2 separate regions of the Bombyx mori genome follow, and region 1 is linked to region 2. The links are chromatin contacts, called in public Hi-C maps. All regions are on one chromosome and are shown on one strand. Each heading gives the region's core, a stretch centred on a gene start, on an enhancer-like site or on the middle of the called end of the contact. The rest is flanking DNA. Distances are from core to core; before and after follow the strand shown. Region 1 holds the start of LOC101736592 (synaptogyrin). Region 2 holds the start of LOC101736209 (caskin-2).

Region 1 (3,706 bases), core at 431-2,930, 340 kb before region 2:
ATTTTCAAGATTGACAAGATTAACTTACGTCATTTTCAAGAATTTTCTTAGCTTAATTTTTTTTGGTCTTGAGTATTAGAAGCGCAATGTGCAGAACACATACATTTCGTAGAACAAATAAATAAAATCATGAGCTAAGTAAGATAGCTGCTTCAACATGGCACAAAATGTAGTGCAGTCTTCTTCATGTTTCATAAATTAAATAAGGTTAAATGGAATGACCCCATATTTAATTTGATTATAGCATATATCAGTAGAGATTTAGTGACACGTACTTTGATTTGATAGAAAATTCATTACATTATAAAATTTTGGATATAGTGAACTGCATAAGTGGTGTTGACCTATTAAAAAAGTATTGAGTAAATCTAATAAATATATTCTATCAATTTTCATGCCTATGGTCATCGGTGGATATTAGAATAATGGGTAGCTCGATGTAATTATATAATATCAACATTAAATACAATTTAGAGAACTCACCAGAAAAACCTAAGTCAGCCAACACATAATGCTTCCTAGTCTTGACAGAGGACATTTGCTCAAAGAGATATTCCCCGACAATAAAAGCCACGGAGGCAATGAATGCAATGACAGATATCCCGACACCATAGTTACATGCATTTGTGTCATCATTGTACACGCAATGGTCCTTCCCATCAGAGTCAGTACGCCAGCCCTTGGATGATATGCAGCCCATTACAATCACGCTGAACAGCTGGATGAGACAAAAAGGTTTTAAATAGTTTTCTATAGTCTATGGAAATAAAGAAATAGACTTTTTTGAATTTAGAGCAGTATGAAAGCTCAACTGGACATATGGGTATTTATGTTGGGCAATGAAAACATTCCTGCAATTATAATGCACTAAACACAATTAAACAAATTTCAAATTAACTTAATTCAGGCATTTACTGTCTCAGAAAGTTGAATGTTCTGTAAGCAGCTATTTTTAACTATGTCTTTTAATAGCAGTATCTAATGGCAATATGTCAGAATTCTCCTATAGAACCACCAGCTTTCATTATTAATTGGGTGTTCATCCATTTTGTGATTTCAGAATTTTATTCTCATAATTTTGCACTATTTATTTTTTTGAAATTAATATTTTTTTCAGCGTCTTGTTTTAAGAACGAGATAGGTAATTTAAGTATTCGTTGGAATTTGAGATTAATTTGTCATATCCTAAATTTTATGGGAAATGTATAATATCGACGTGATTCGGTTCTTGTTCATTATTAATAATTTGATTAAATGTTTGTTTTTCTCATTTAATTCAATCAGTCTACGTTTATTGGAAAATTATATTTAAACAAATGTTTTAAATGTAGAGTTCTTCTAAGGAGTAATCTGTTAATTGAACATTTTTAATACGTGTATATAATAACGTATTATTAGGACACCAGAGCATTTTTAATGATGCTTACCCAACATACCGCCCTGACGATCACATGAGGCCTTTGAATAAAAGCCTGAGGGTCAAACGCGCCTCCAGCTTTTCCACCCCCATACGCACCGGAAGTATCCATTTTAGCACACCGCAATTAGATAACTTGATTGTGATACTAGTGCAGTTAGCCGTGCATCAATGACCCAATATAACTTGACCTCCGCTTACTCCAAATTCGTGTTATCGATCGCGCAGCTGAAATTTTCAGTTGACAGAAAAATCTGACAGTAGTGTTGGAGTGATTTCGATAAATAGCGAGCGGCACTTGAGCGATTAAATCGATTTTTCTAAAGACTGTAGATTCAACATAAAAGTATAATTTTGTCTTGTTAATGATTAATCTAGCTTAAGTTTACAAAACCATGCTACTATTTGATTTTGTACATTGATTCCGAACATTTTACAGTACTGAAATTAATGAATACTATTGATTGCATCAAAGGTATTCATTTAATCCAAGGTAAACGGAAAATTGGAATAATGAGCAATCATAAAACTATAATTATAGTGAGGGGTAGATCTCAGGGGTATTTAAAACTATGGGTTAGTCACCAATATCGAATTTCGAATTTTAATCTTCCTTTATCACAAACAATTTTCAATTTTAAACAATAATTACATTTAGACGCGGGCGCACGCTATTCACACTCAAAACGGAAGCGCCCGGAACATAGATTATACACTGTTGAAAAGATCGACATAGATGCTAACTATGTATAGCGAGCGGGCATACGGCCGCGAGAGTGACGTACCGGTCGGTTTGCTACATACTCCCCCTCTAGTCCTGGAGGACGCCCTCGCTCCTGGACTAGCATCTCATTACTACTGGGCTGAGGGACAGGCGCAAGACCAACCATACCACCAGCTGCGGGAGAAAGACGTGGAGCTTCAGCACATGGTTCAGCATGCCGTGTCGTCATATGCCCTGGAACTCGAGAATCTGTTTTAACATTATTTGGGGGACGACCACGTTTCTTTTTAGGCATCACCGGCCGCGGAAGAGCATCACTCTGATTCTCACGGTATAGAGTGAGATCGTTCACATGATATTTCCCTAAAACTTCATCAGGTTTGTCAACATGCCCCACGTTGGGCGCCAGATATAGTGAGGGGTAGATCTCAGGGGTATTTAAAACTATGGGTTAGTCACCAATATCGAATTTCGAATTTTAATCTTCCTTTATCACAAACAATTTTCAATTTTAAACAATAATTACATTTAGACGCGGGCGCACGCTATTCACACTCAAAACGGAAGCGCCCGGAACATAGATTATACACTGTTGAAAAGATCGACATAGATGCTAACTATGTATAGCGAGCGGGCATACGGCCGCGAGAGTGACGTACCGGTCGGTTTGCTACATAATATATTTTCCAAAACACATGATCACAAGCACTTGCATAAGCCCGTTTTCGAGGATAAAAATTCGACGATAGTAAGCGAGACTTCTCAATTTATATTCATTTCATGTATGAGAAAATTTATATGAAATTTATACATTGTCAAAGAATTATTTTGAGAAAATTTTGTTGCATTTTAAAACAAAACGATTAAGTGCTGCTTATTTTCTTTGTTATTATCATATTGTTTCCCTGTTAACTATAATCAATGCACCTTTATGTTGCTATCAGTATTAGTATGATTTATATACCTACTTCAAAGCGATTTTTCTGTAGTATGTGAAATCGATTTTTAATGCATATCCAAAATGAGAATGCTGTTGTTGCATATGCGGATGAACGAGCTTATTATGCTCGACCTGATGGTGGTTACCGAAGCATGTAGACTTCAGAACGCAAATACCCACCTTGAGACACGAGATCAAAGTTTCACTTATATTCTATTACGGTCGTTTCACTGTTTAAGCCGGAACGCACCCTACCACCAGTAGAAAAATTATCACTTAACCCCTCTTATTCTTGTTTGTCGCTACACTCTTAGCAGAACGATCATGACCGTCCTGTTTGCGTTAAAGAGTTTTATAAGCCAACCAGTCCTTCCTCCGCGCGTAGTTGGAATAGTCCATTAGGCTATCGACGAAAAGATAGGGAGGGGGAAAAACTAATGAAATTGCATTGCAGTTCACTAGCTGTCTAGTTTTTTTGATAGAGTATTTCTTAGTGAGTAATTGAGATTAGCAGTTTTTTTTGTACTGAGGTACATACGCTACCAGAGCGCCTTCGACCCTGTTCGAACTTCGCGCCGATTCCCGGCAGCGCCTGTGTGCGAAACCCATGAAGCGCCTCCTATTT
Region 2 (3,912 bases), core at 403-2,902:
TCTGGGGTTTTTTGAAGGAATCTTCATTTTCACTCTATATTCTTTTCAAAAGATAAGATCTCGATGGTCTCAAGCACTCTATTTAAAATATCGTTCGTTACAAGACTAGTCCGATTAACATACAAATCACGTACAGAACAACGATCAGCGGTAAAGTTTATCGCTAAAGTTTTACATTTAATTATGCGTCCTGTCTAGATCTGAGACGAAACGGCGCACGCAACCTTTTGTCTAGGCCCAGCGGAGTGTCGGTATCGCAATCGAACGACCTAACAGCCGGCGGCTCATCAAACATTGTCGGATTACGTTTATGGACCATTTGTATGGGATCTGCTACGGTTAATGATTTTTCGGGCGCTCCTCTTCTTGGGCAATGCTATTCTGAGATAGTTACTTAATAACTTTTTACTGGGGTGCCGTGTCTTTTGTTAGTTCGTGTCGCTTGCTAGTCACGACTTTTTTCGAACCGACTGCCACCGACTGTGATGTAACAAGTCAAATTAAAAAGTCCAGTAGGAATTCGTTGGAACGTGTTGGCGGTTTCAACTTTTTTTGAACTCTCAAGCTCTTAAAAGAAACTGAAGTGAGTTAAGAAATTAATGTCGGAAACAACAAGCAAGCTTCCAAAAATTTTTACGTTCCAAACATGCAGTATTATCATTTGCGGTTTTTCTCGAGTCCATACTTCACGTGTTCCCTTTTTCTTATCTTTGGCCACCTCTTGATGACATTTTGTTATCTTGTGTTAGTAGGTTACAATCATGCAGAAAAGCTTCTTATGTTTGAATTCTCACCGTTTATTTTCCTCATGCCGGCCCTAGACCTTCACGGCACGGACGAAATCCTGTCTCCAAAGTCAGCAACAACAAAACACACTCGTGAACTTGCACTTTTCATTTATGACACAAGGAACACTTATCGAACTTTTTACGATAGCATAATAATGCAACCTTCATAGATACAAACGTGTAGCACTGCTCTGTTTAGTTGATAAGAAAGAAAACATGAAATGTTTTATCACGAAACGATCTACACCCACGCAAACAAGTTGCGACGCGCGTCAACGCCGCGTGACTGCAGGCGTGTCGGCGTCTGACACTTTGGCGCTGACTGTGGCATAGCTCTGAACTAATAAAAGATTTAAGTGTCAACCGGTAGATGTCACTGTTTTAAATAAATTGAATGTTTACTACACAGGGCCAATAAAACCTAATTAGCAATTGGTACAAATGTAAACACAAATTGTAAACATGGGTACATAAATTGAACGAAACTTAAAGTAATAGTTTAGCTTTTTGTCAACAGCGACTTTTAAACCTTTACGAAAATATATTATCACACAAATACATTTATAATAGTTTAAAAGATATTAATTATAACTTACCTTGTATTTTAAATCAGTATAGGGGCTCGAAGTACTCCTAGTTAAAGAAATCACATCACAAGAATTGCATTTGTTTCGCAAAATATAAGAAAAGGGCTGTATATAGTTCGCTTTACACATAAATATGAAACGAAATATGAAGAAACACCGGGCGTCAGCCACTAATTTCATTGAAATAACGTGATTTCCATGAACAACTCTGACGTATTAGGGGATTTCCGTAAAGCACAGTAATAAAAAGTACGGTCTAAGCACGGACTACGGCGAAAAACACCGATAACACTATCCATCCATCACCCTGTATGCCCAGCTACGTGAAGTTAGCAGTGAGTCTGTACGTCAAAATATACCATAAATAACGCGGTACGTATTCAAGGGTGCGCCACCCTAGTCGTAGTCACTTACACCCTGCTGGTGTCGCCCAATAGGTACGCAGCCATTATAAACAAAACCATTAAAGTTGTTGAGTACACGTTTCACGCTATTTCTTGTTGTCTGGCGTTACTGAAATAGCTATCAAAGCTGACGATCAGTTTTGATAGCTATTTTGATCCTTCACGGTGCTTTCACACTGGCTCTTTATAAAAAAATAACAAGATTATCAGTAAAATTTTGTATTTTAAATTCAATTTTTCAATCTACGCATAAACATGTACATGCGTTTCTTTTTATCCGTACTTACCTATATAATTAACCCAAAAGTTCTAGTCATCGCTTAGATTATATATATTTAAGATTAAATTGTTAAATGCGCATTTATTTATATATGTGAAATATAAATTAATATCAAAACGTTACAATTTTAGCTTTTACAATTTAATGTACCTATTCATTCGTCATCGCTTTCGGTAAATGCGCTGAAAGGGAAAATCGACAAAAGAATCCTTTTTAGGAACGGGATAAGATGCGACGTGAAGAAAAAGACAGCGACAATTTTTCCGCTTCATATCTTTTTGTACATTTCATTACTTCCGCAATGTGTGGACGTAGCTGTCGGGTAACATCGGCAGAGTTCGGAAGACGTCGGGTTCCGTCGAGAATTTACGGGTAACTAATCGATACACAACGGACACGTAGGACTACGGCGTAGCTACTACGGACGTACTACAAGATTACACCTCTAGTGGCGACCATTGACCAAAGTAGTGCAATGCATTCATCCCATTTCAAGTCCCTGAAATTAGAAATGATTCAGATCATATTAAGTTCTCAAAATAAATAAGAATTCATTTAGAAATTACAAGTTACAAGAATACATTTACAGGTTTTAATTCTCACATAAAACAATTCGCTTGAAATAAGCATTAACTAGTACATACGTGTAAGATTTTTTTAAAGAAAACGTATTTATTTGAACATCAGCAGCTTCATTCATAATTAGATATCCAAACAACTAATGCCATCTAGTGAATCGTTTTGACTTTTTAGTTAATCACGCATGCTTATTTTGAATTTGTCATTTTTTTAATAAGTTTGACCAGTTTGTTATCAAAACGTAGGTACGAGGTAGGTACCAACAAAGCAATGAAATTTATTTCTTTTTGTTTATTTTCGACTTCGATTATTATTTCGACAGGCTATTTAAGAAAAGTAGCCTATACATTCAGATTTTATTTTTAATTGCTTTCCTTTAGTTGCGTAGCATGCAACTATCCATAGCTTTTCAGTTAAAACTTAAAAGTTGTATTCTATTCATCACATAATTATTATGTTCGTATGCTTCATAATAATATAGCATTCACGTTTGTGATGTCCATGGTTTCTAGTAACCAATTAACCTCAAGTGGATGTCGGTCACTTGTCCTAAGTATAAAAAATGATTAAAATCTAACTATAAAAAATTCTTAAAATCAACAGTAAGTTTTCAAACCCGAATCCCATACTTTCATTTCGTGAAAAGTTACTGTACATCTCTACGGTGCTTTTAGGTATCTACCACAAGCACTGGTCACCATCCTCGCCGAACACGTCGCTTGCGATGAAAGGCTCGACGAGTGAATTTACCCACAGATACAGCCCACTGAGTTTCTCGCCGGATCTTCTCAGTGGGTCGTGTTTCCGATGCGGTGGTAGATTCTGCGAAGCACTGCTCGTGCTAGGGCCAGTGTTACCAACACTCCCGGTCAGAGCCCCGTGAGCTCACCTACACGTCAAGGAGAAGCTGAAATAGCCTCTCAAGGGTATCAGCATAGGTAGGAAAAAAAGTACATCTTTTCTCTCTCTCTTTATCTCTGCTCTACATTTTATAGGAAGTTCCTACCTAGTTTTAATATGTATTTCTTTTTATGTCTGCTTTATGACATTATTTTCAGATTATCACCTCTTTTATTTCTTTTTGAGATTTAACAAATACTATCATTGTATAAATAATTTTTAATAGGCTTTCTGTAAATGGTTGGGTATATATATTTATATACATATATATTATATTAAGTAAAGTTTTTCCACGCCAGTATACTTAGACAAAAACAATCTTCACTCAATCTGGATTCAGTATGCAGTTTTCTTCCATTCATGAACGTGTTACT

Evidence for each region. Hi-C and Micro-C count contacts between places; a contact is called where the count stands out from the background.
Region 1: a Hi-C map of whole pupa shows a contact between it and region 2, with 3 times the contacts expected there. The contact joins the promoter of LOC101736592 here to the promoter of LOC101736209 in region 2. A contact is called at or near these places in 2 of 7 Hi-C or Micro-C datasets (midgut and whole pupa).

Annotation. Positions count from the first base shown.
Region 1 is chr17:12,393,172-12,396,877 of ASM3026992v2, reverse strand. LOC101736592 (synaptogyrin) reads right to left here and starts at 1,680. Exons shown (of 5, transcript XM_004932495.5): 1 at 1,428-1,680; 2 at 484-718. The coding sequence starts at 1,529.
Region 2 is chr17:12,051,309-12,055,220 of ASM3026992v2, reverse strand. It overlaps LOC101736209 (caskin-2), which reads right to left and starts at 1,652. Exons shown (of 10, transcript XM_012695782.4): 1 at 1,385-1,652.